Linked DNA regions of Zea mays: region 2 is linked to region 1. The links are chromatin contacts, called in public Hi-C maps. All regions are on one chromosome and are shown on one strand. The core of a region is the stretch at or near the end of the contact, and the rest is flanking DNA. Distances in the headings are between cores, read along the strand shown.

Region 1 (4,901 bases), core at 1,474-3,973:
ACCAAGGAAAAAGAGTACAACAACTGTCATCAGGACATATTTCGATCTTGTATATCTAGATTCAATTGAATCTTCTATAAAGGCTAACTTTAGAAATGTGCTCCCCCTAATCCTTGCAAAACCGTATCAATAAGGCAAAACATATTCTTCTGGAAGTATATGCATATAAAGATTTAGCAAACGGATTGCATATCCTTGCAAGGACTATTTCAGGAACTTTACCTCTACTCACTTCTAGGATATACGAGGTAAGTGCACGTATCAATATAAATAAGCCACCTTGATTGATGGTGTTCGATCGACTGGATCTATATATTTGATAAAAAGTTCCATAAAGGCTCACATATTGATCATCAAGCTCACGCCTTCAGGACATAGAATAAGACATTTATTGTCTCACGATTGTGATCAATATAAGCATTCGCTCCCCCTGACGGTGACATCTGTCAAAGTCTTTATCCCTCATAACTCAAGCATATTCTTCAAGATATATGTCTCATTGTTCATCTGGAATAACGAGAATGGATGAGGTTGGGGTGCTATCATTTTCTATCTTACACCACAATTTATACATAGTTGTGCAAAGCAAATAACATGTCCTTCAATAGGACTTAGGGGATAATATAGTTGCAATAGTACATATTCTAAATATGACACATCGCTCCAGGCGTTCATCCATCGCAACATCTACGATGGTGTAACAAAAGTCCATCAAAGATCATAATCCATTAGGGATTTTTCATCGATCAGATACATCGTTGTAGTCTGTCATTCTGGCACAATGGGGATATTTTGCCAGTAACACCTAAACCTTATAGATTTCTGCCATCGTGGCTTTAGAGGATACCGTAATTCCACATCAAGTGGAAAATACCATGAGTAAAACTCGTGGAATGCACATGTGCTTATTCGGTGAACTTCAAGTCCTTTGGTACCTCATCTTATTCCTTTTCGGGTCTGTATGGGTCTTTATCCCTTTATAGGGATTATCAAACTTTGGTGTTTAACACAGACTTTATGTCTTCTGGAAAGGTTCCATCTAGGAACTATAATCTCAAATAGAAGATATTCTCTCTACATAGAAGAGTGTTAATTCGTCAGGAATGTATTATTCGGTATGAGATTTATATGTTGCATATTTATAATTCAAATATATGAGTCCTTGTAGGATCTCATGCGGATCTTCAGAATCCTATTAACTGCATATTTTAATTCATGCCATTTGCCAGATAAAATAAATAGCGGAACAGTGGTTATTCAACACATATGTGGGATGGGTCTCTCACAAGACCACTTGAACCATCGCATTCACCACACATTATTTCAATAGTGCCCATAAATGTCCGAACTTCAAGCTCGTGACTTTCATTTTGCGATTATTGGTTCAGCCCCGATTGCATTTATCAATGACCCGATAAGAGAGCTTAAAGCACTCATGCCTAGGACTTTGTTTTGGATCCCTTTGCATCCATAAAATATGATAGAAAAATCACGCATGTAATTATCCGCATGTAAAATATGATAGAAAAATCACACATAGAAAAATCCAGGAGCCGTAGTTTTCCAACGCCAGAGCAATAAGCGGTTACGACTTGGTCAAAGAACTGGTATGGAGTGGGAGGCGGCCAGCCCAGATAGCGCATGTCACGTGCATGTGGGCATGCAAGTTTTTTTTTCATAACAAAAATCCTAACTACCTCAGCTTTCTCAGGCTTGTACGCACGTACACGCCCACGACATGAATGGATCACGACTTTGACCACATGAGCCGCCCCCATTCACCTCGCACTCTAGAACCATAGGATGCGCAGGATTCTCGTGACTAGGCGGGCACGAACTCGGGTGCACGGGCGAGATTGAGTGGAGCCTCACCGGACATGGTGGAGCGATTACGAGATTCTACCAACATTAGATCTAAAAAAAATTATACCGTTCAATTGCGTGATCCACTCAAAATTTCATACGGGCTCGCAGATAATATACGCGATGAACAATAAATTGCAGATCCGCTCAAAATTTCATACCGTGATTTCTGGTTCGACAAACGGGAACGAAGCCTGTCGCGTAGGACAGTTCGGCAAGGCCGGGGACCTGCCGGTGTGACGGAGAGTTGATGCAGATCTGATCTCGCAGCAACGTCGAGGTAGAGCGTGCTGATAACGTATTGAGAACTACGTTACCACGGATCACCAGATCCGCTTCCTTCCCTCCCGTCAGCAGTAGAGGCGCAAGAAGCTGTAGAGAACCCGTCTCCCTTCCCATAAGCACGACAGAGGAAACACACAAGACACTGGATATAGGGTTGGGCCTCTGGCCTCTTTCTGATCTCTGTTCCATATGAGGGGTACATGTTCTATATATAGAGACGTGATCGCCCTCAGGGGCATATTCGGTATTTGCCCACATAACCCTTCATTAGGGTTTCTCAACAAGTGCAACTCAGCATTCTGCAGGACCACATCAAGTTGTTGCTAATTCGTACCAACCGATCGAGAGCAAACGGATCAAACGACATGCAAAACCCGTGGCCGTAACAGTGGCATAGCAAAGCCAGGCAAAAAGATAAGCAAAAACAAAACTACGTACAAAACCTGAGGATAACATTGATTAGTGAGGAGCCTCGCTGCGGCCGCCACGAGAGCGATTCTCCAGCCATGCACGCCGTGCATGAGGCACGCACAAGAGCAGCGAATCTTTTCCAATCCCAAAAAAACAAATGCCTGAAACAGCCGTGATCTACTCATCTACAGGTGTGACACGCCTAGGACCTAGATAGGTTGAACCGCTGTGTACGTGCGCAGTGTTAAGTTCTTGCACGCAATTTGTTACTGATGGCAAATGGTGTGTGTGGCCTCTGTGCAACGGCGGATCCAAGGTATTTGGCTCGTCCGCCTAGCCAATAACCTGCTATGCTATGCTGCACAGAAAATTCCGACACAAAATACACTAGTACACGACAACAAATTTACCTGTGACATTTGCTGACGACGTTAAGCTCACGCACCATGCCTGACGAGAGTCGGGCTAGCTGGTCGCGTGCTCCCATCTCCTATCGAAAACAGTTGAAATACACTATCGTGACAATGACAACGAGATGTTAGACGAATCTATGTGTGCTACTCGACCGACCAATTGGAACGTGCTGTCCGAACAATTGAGGCACACCTGTAATAATCGCATCAAGTAAAGTTGTATCGTTGGAATAATCTAAAAAAATAAACACGAGGGCGCATCGTGTCCTCTCAAATAGTAGGCCGAACGTCACTGGGCCTTAGCCGGGCCACGTATTACTCTGCTTGGGCCAAAATGAAACGGCACGCCGGCCATTTTGACATGCCTGCCTGGGAGCTCAGATTGAAAAGGGTTATCTATGACTGAAGACCCTGCGAGAGCAGCGCACGCGGTCTGGGCCGCCCGTGACCTACTGCAATAACCGATAAGAACGCAGCTGGGCCGCGCGAGCTTTCTGTTTGCGTTGGTTAAATGAGATAACGCGAGGCCAGTGGTTCAGGCCGCCCCCGTCCGTCTTGACACTGACATGTAGGGCTGGGCATTCGGTTTTTTTCTAAACTTCGGTTCGGTTTTTCGGTTTTAAAAAACTTCGGTTTTTCAAACATTAGAAACCGATCGGTTTTCTAGAAAATGAAAAACCGAGAAGTTCGGATTCGGTTTTTTACTTCGGTTTTTCGGTAAAAACCGAATACCAAACTTATAATCAAGACAATACATACAACAAGTTTACATGATAGATTACACATAATTTTAAAAAGAAAAAATTATATAGGTACAAATATTTAGATATACATCATACATCACATACAAATAAGTGAATAACAATTTAATTGTATCACACAATTAGTTCACATAATCGAATAGTCAAATTTGAGAATTGATAAAGTTTGGTATTCGGTTTTTTCGGTTCGGTATACGGTGAAAACCGATTACGATACCGAAAACCGAACTTCTTAGATACAAAAACCGAAACCGAACCGAACTACCAAAAAAACCGAAATTTCGGTTCGGTTCGGTACGGTTCGGTTCGGTTTTTGGTTTATGGTAAAAATGTGCCCACCCCTACTGACATGGACGTGTGGCCGCTCCATCTCGGCGTTCCGAACCTCTTGGCCATGCCATGCTGTCAAGCGGCACGTTCTCCACGCTGCCGGTCTACTTTACGAGCACAGTACCAGTACTACGAACCAGGACCACTTGTACTGGCTACTACTGTAGCATTATTGAATGTTGTACGTGGCCAGTTTTGAGTCCCGGATTTCTGGGTTTTTTTTTTCCACGCTCTTTTTATTTGCTTCCATGTTAGCGAGGACGAGGACGAGACGGGAAACTTGGTCCTGCACGCATATGGAAGTCCCAGGCTGTTTGCTTGAACCTCCTCCGCTCGGTAGGGCTGGTCGGCGTTATTCATCAGTCGTCGTCGCCGGTACGGACCCCGGTCCCCGGGTGTCCTCGCTGCAGCTACTGTCTCGGCTCGGGTGTCCTCTACAGCTGGGTTCGGCACCTTGAATAGAAACGCAGTGGCAAAAGGCTAAAAGAGACCAGTTGTGCTGTGGCCAGTGCCACAGCTTGGCCTCTCTTGTCGTACGTGTGAGCGTGTCTGGCACCGACCACGTGTCCTCCAGCGGCACCACAAACCCAGCTCTGGACTTGGCTGTCTCTGGATCACGCGGGCTAACAACTAGATCACCTCGTCCCGTGAAGCAACAGCCAACAGGCACGTGAATGCGAGTGCCTCCCAGACCGACCAGAGGGGTTCAGGTTACAAAGCCTGCTCTGTGCTCTCCGTCTAATTAAAACCGCCCTAGTAATTTCATTTCATAGTAGCTGGGACAGGCAGCCAAAACACGTACTGGATGGATTCTCGCCAAAGTGAGTGTGAATCACAC
Region 2 (4,901 bases), core at 649-3,148, 150 kb before region 1:
CCCTGGGAACCCGCCATAAATTAGTATTGCATTATTGTTCTGATGTGAAGTTTGCAGTAGAAAAGATAGCTAAAGTGTAGATAGAGTAGAGGGGAGATTGAGAGGAACCAAATTATTTGGTGTTTGCTCCTAACCCTCCTTATTCTTCACCACAGAAATGTGATATTCTCGCTGTGTTCTCCTGTCTATGACGGCCCGAGCGATCTTAGATCTACCTAAGGGCGTGTTCGTTTGTGCCGGATTGGTGGGTCGGAACGATTCCTAACCGGATTGCTTCTCTAATTTATATAAACTTTGATTAGCTGGAACGATTTCGGTTGCAATCCGACACAAACGAACAAGGCCTAAAGTGTGATCTAAATCGGCGTCAAAGATTTTTTTTTCTCTTTATCTGGTACAACAAAAATTAAACCTGTTCGTTCTTTTTAAGAGCCTATAGGATTTGGTTCCAGTTTAAATTATAAAAGTATTTGATTTAATTTTTGTTGTTCCTTTTCATACCAAAGGCGCAAAATTTTGTTTTTATGGGCTTGAGAAACGAAAAGGTTTCTCTGGGCCAAAAGAAACCGACGGAAGCCTAGTGAAGCCTTTGGCAGAAGACGTAGTCACTCGACAAAACTGAGCCATTGGACTTTTGTGCATGAGGATAACTCGGCCCATTTGACGTATCGGCACAATATGGAACCAAATTAAACCAAAATTTGGGCTGACGCTTCCCGTGGCCCTTTTTAAAATAAACAAAGAACGTACAATTTTGATCACAAGTGTAATAATAATATGCTTGCTTTATCATAAAACACTTGACGTTATATGATCCAAATTTTACGTTAAAATAATTGTCTTCCGTACTTTTTTAATGTACGTTTACTTTCTTACAGAACATCTTTTTTTAATCGATCTTTATCTCTATTTCTCCCATTCTCTCTCTTTTGTTTTATATGCACTACGTCTTTTTTTTTACTTCATCTAAATCCTTATGTTCAAATCTTTCGACTGTTTTAGGATGGAAAAGGGGTACATACGTGATTGGGCATATACGGACTATATATATAGAGTAGAATATTTCCTTTTCTTTAGAAAAAATAGTGTGGTACTTCTTTCGTTCCAAATTATAAGATGTTTGATTTCTATATACATAGTTTTTATGGCTTTAAACATACACTATATATCTAGATGAGTAAATAAAATGTACTACCTCTGTACCAAAATAAAATCCGTTTTAGGCCAATGTTAGGTTCATCAAAGACTTGATGGATGTATTTTATATATGTGTCTAGATTTATGCTCACTTATTTGAATATAGATATAAAAACTAAGAGCTAAAACGACTAATATTTTAGAACAGATGGAGTATTAACAGACCAAAACGTCTTATAATTTGATTATATAGTAAACATAATATATTAGAAAATATAAAGGGCCTTATATAATTTGAATAGAGAGAGTACCCATTTCATTCCATTCCATATATATATTTGACCAGAATTTTGCATGTAAGCCATTGTATTTCAGGTAGGTTTAACGGCGGCCGTGCACGAGCGCGATAGGCCGGCGTTCCGCCTATCACTACTTCACTAGGGTTGAAGATCCAAAATCCCTGCAAAAGTTTTAATTTGTTCCCAACGATGTCAGTCGCCATTTGCATCCTTGTCAGTCTGAGTTTTCTAAAGCGGAACGCACGCGATTCATCTGCGTGGTTCCCGGCACGTGGCGTTCAGTGGTGGCGCTGCAATGGCACACGTTGGCATCATCAGAACGATTATATGCATGCTATTGGTAGTAGGCTTCGTGGACGTACGTGAACACAGTTTCGGTTGCCCATCACCAACACCACCAGATCCATAGACGAATGCTCCCCAGCGCCTGCGCCCGCCATGTGCCCGTATGCAGGCCCGCGTGACTGCAGGTATGTACTTACGGTCCTTGGCTCTGACAGTCAGATGGCTTGACGCGCGCGGCCTACCCTGACGCAGCACGATGCATAGTAGCAGTACATTCCCTTCAGCATCCTGCACCGGCACCACTCCACCGCACGACCTCCGAGGGCCAGCCGAGATGTTAAGCAAAAGAGAAAAGACGTCCTGTACCACTACGTATTTTTCCTGTCGATTCAGAATCAGTGTTCAGAGAAAATAATAGGACCTCTTATCTTCAGTTACATGCATGTTTGTATGCAGGCTGCCTAATCCTGTATCTTTTTGCGGCCTCCGTTGCGACACACGTATTTAGCAAGGTTCAGCGCTACCGCTACAGGCTGCATGCAACGAGAGGATATGTCGTATTTCGTATGATCGATGATCTGCACGTTGCGTTAATTGTCGCGCTCATAGCTTGCACGCAGTACAGAGCTGAAGCATTTCGAGCTTGCAAATTTAAGAAAAAACCGGAGGGAACGAAACGAGACGTTTGCAAAAGAACCATTTAGCACTGTAAATACTGCTACTTCAAGTAGCAAGTCGATCCATTCATGCGTTGCCTCTCTCATTGCTACTCCAAAACGATGGCCATGTTTTGCTCATTAGATGCTTCTTTCTCCCAGCCAAATAATCTTTTTACTCCAAATCGACTGACTTTAAGGCTCTCACCATAACGGAACCACACTGCTCTTAGGGCCCTGAGTTCTACAGACCTCCCCTGGCCCTAGCTAAGTGAGGAGTCAACCTAACTAACATTGAATAAAAGTATCCAGATGGGATAGCCCCACATCATGGGCGGATCCACATAGAGGACAAATGGGGGACATTGGTCCCCTCCATTTTTAATACCTCTTATACCTATTGTTTATTTAATGTTAGAGCATCTCTAACAATTTGACTCTAAAAATTCTCTACAAATTCAAATATTATATCATTTAAAGTGTTTAAGGCAATAAGAATACATTGATCTCCAACAGTTAAGCCCTAAATTAGGTATTTAGTAAGTAAATTATATGATTAGCAAATAAAAAGTTGATAATGATATAGAAAAAAGGATATGACACTAATTTATGGTGTAATATATTTGGGTCATTTCATTGTGTGTGTTCTATATTTTTTTCATTAAAAGTTATAAAATACGGCACTATTTATTGGACCTATCTTTTATGGGTTGAGCCATTCATTTCAATGCCACCTGCCTCGTTCCGACGTTGCCCAACTTTGTAACCTTCCTGACGTGCGATGCCACTCGAACATGCCCCCTTCCAGATGCCTCCGCCCTGCTCATCGTCGTGGCGACGCCGAACCACCCAGCAGGCTAAATCTCGTCCGTCGCAATGATATTGAGGGATGAGCATGTTCAAATGAAAGTGCATAAATCGTTCGAACTGTGGAGCTTTTATGTTAATATGGAGGAGAACCTCGAAACCATAGACTCTACCTGTGCGGTTTATTAGAGAATATTCATTTAAATTGTATTTCCTATAAGCTACAACACATGGTTTTAATTTGTTCCCTATGTGCGCAAACGGTTTAGCGCCCGATAGGGCACTTTCACATTCTAGTATTATTTATATGAAACTTGAATTCTATGTAACACTAGTTTTTTATGGGCTTGCTTGATTTTGTCGTGTGGTCGTCCTGGTCCACGTGAATTCTCATCCTGTGTCCGCCACTGTCCCACATCAACCAAAATGTCTAATGGTCTTTTGGTGTACCTAGGTGCAACGAGGCATAAGGCCTCTAGCACCCTAGGACCTTCATGGGTGAAATATTATAAGTCTTCAATGCACCTTGTGCCATGGAACTAATTAGTGTACAAGACCCCATGTGACTCATGCCCTAGGGCACCCATGCAACTAAGTCCTTGGGTATCCATGCCCCGTGGTGCTCATAACCATAAGTCCTCGAGGCCCCCAATGTCCCAAGGAACTTTATGAGCCTAGGTTCTCAAGGCCCTTGCATTCTTGGCACTCATTGGTCCTTGGGGCCTCTTAGGTCACAGGATATTCATAAGTCTTTGGGGCCCCTTCTAGACTCGACACATTCATGTGTATAGGTTCCTAGGACCCCCTAACGTCCCATGCCACTTGTATGTATAGTTTTTTGGGCCCTTCATGCCTCAGGAAAATAAAGTAGATTATTCGCTACTTGAAAGGTACTTCTCATTTTCGATTATTGTTTGACAAGAATTCATTGAAGGAAATTGGTGTTATGGGATTTGTTGATTCTGACTTTGCCGGTGATCTTGATAAGAGATGCTCCATATCTGGCTATGTATTTTTATTATGCGGTTCTTCAGTGAGTTGGAGGGCTTCACTTCAGTCTATTACTGCTCTTTCCACTACTGAAGCAGAATATGTCTCAGCTACTGAAGGGGTTAAAGAAGCTATTTGGATGCAAGGTCTTATTTCTGAACTTGGTGTTCCTCAATATGTCATTAAGCTTTATTGTGATAGTCATAGTGCTATTTGTCTGACCAAGAATGACATGTATCAATTCAAGACCAAGCATATTGATATCAAGTACCCCTTCATTCGTGATATTGTTGTTGAAGGCAAGATTAAAGTTGACAAGAAACATACTAATGAAAATCCTACAAACATGCTTACAAAGTCATTATCTAATACCAAGTTCAAGCATTATATTGACTTGGTAGGTGTTCGTGGAGCTTAGCACCTTGTGGTGTTTGGGGAAACAATTTTATAGATTTAGTGTCAAGGAGAGATGTGTTGGATAAGATTATGTGACTCTATCTCTATCTCCTTTGCCTATATAAATACGCCCCCTTGTACCATGCATGTACGATACACCAAATAATTGATCTGTTTTCCGTGGTGTTTTTTCTCTTTTCCACCTACAATCCTAACAAAATATTATATCATTTAAAGTGTTTAAGGCAAAAACATTCATAAGATGAGCCCCTTAGGGGCCTCTTAGGTCCGAGGATATTCATAAGTCTTTGGGGGCCCTCTAGGCTCGACA

What was found. Hi-C and Micro-C count contacts between places; a contact is called where the count stands out from the background.
Region 2: a Hi-C map of ear shows a contact between it and region 1, with 6 times the contacts expected there. The contact joins two enhancer-like sites. A contact is called at or near these places in 4 of 25 Hi-C or Micro-C datasets (bundle sheath, ear, leaf and 1 more).

What each region holds. Positions count from the first base shown.
Region 1 is chr7:169,690,548-169,695,448 of Zm-B73-REFERENCE-NAM-5.0, reverse strand. No RefSeq gene overlaps it. Among protein-coding and RNA genes, the nearest start is that of LOC103633352, 19 kb to the right of the region's middle. Within about 2 kb of position 2,723, at least 18 of the 20 cell types and tissues checked have an H3K27ac peak or open chromatin away from gene starts, as enhancers often do. A contact at or near this core is called in ear and tassel, where this site is marked.
Region 2 is chr7:169,840,653-169,845,553 of Zm-B73-REFERENCE-NAM-5.0, reverse strand. No RefSeq gene overlaps it. Among protein-coding and RNA genes, the nearest start is that of LOC100272993, 71 kb to the right of the region's middle. Within about 2 kb of position 1,898, at least 11 of the 20 cell types and tissues checked have an H3K27ac peak or open chromatin away from gene starts, as enhancers often do. A contact at or near this core is called in ear and tassel, where this site is marked.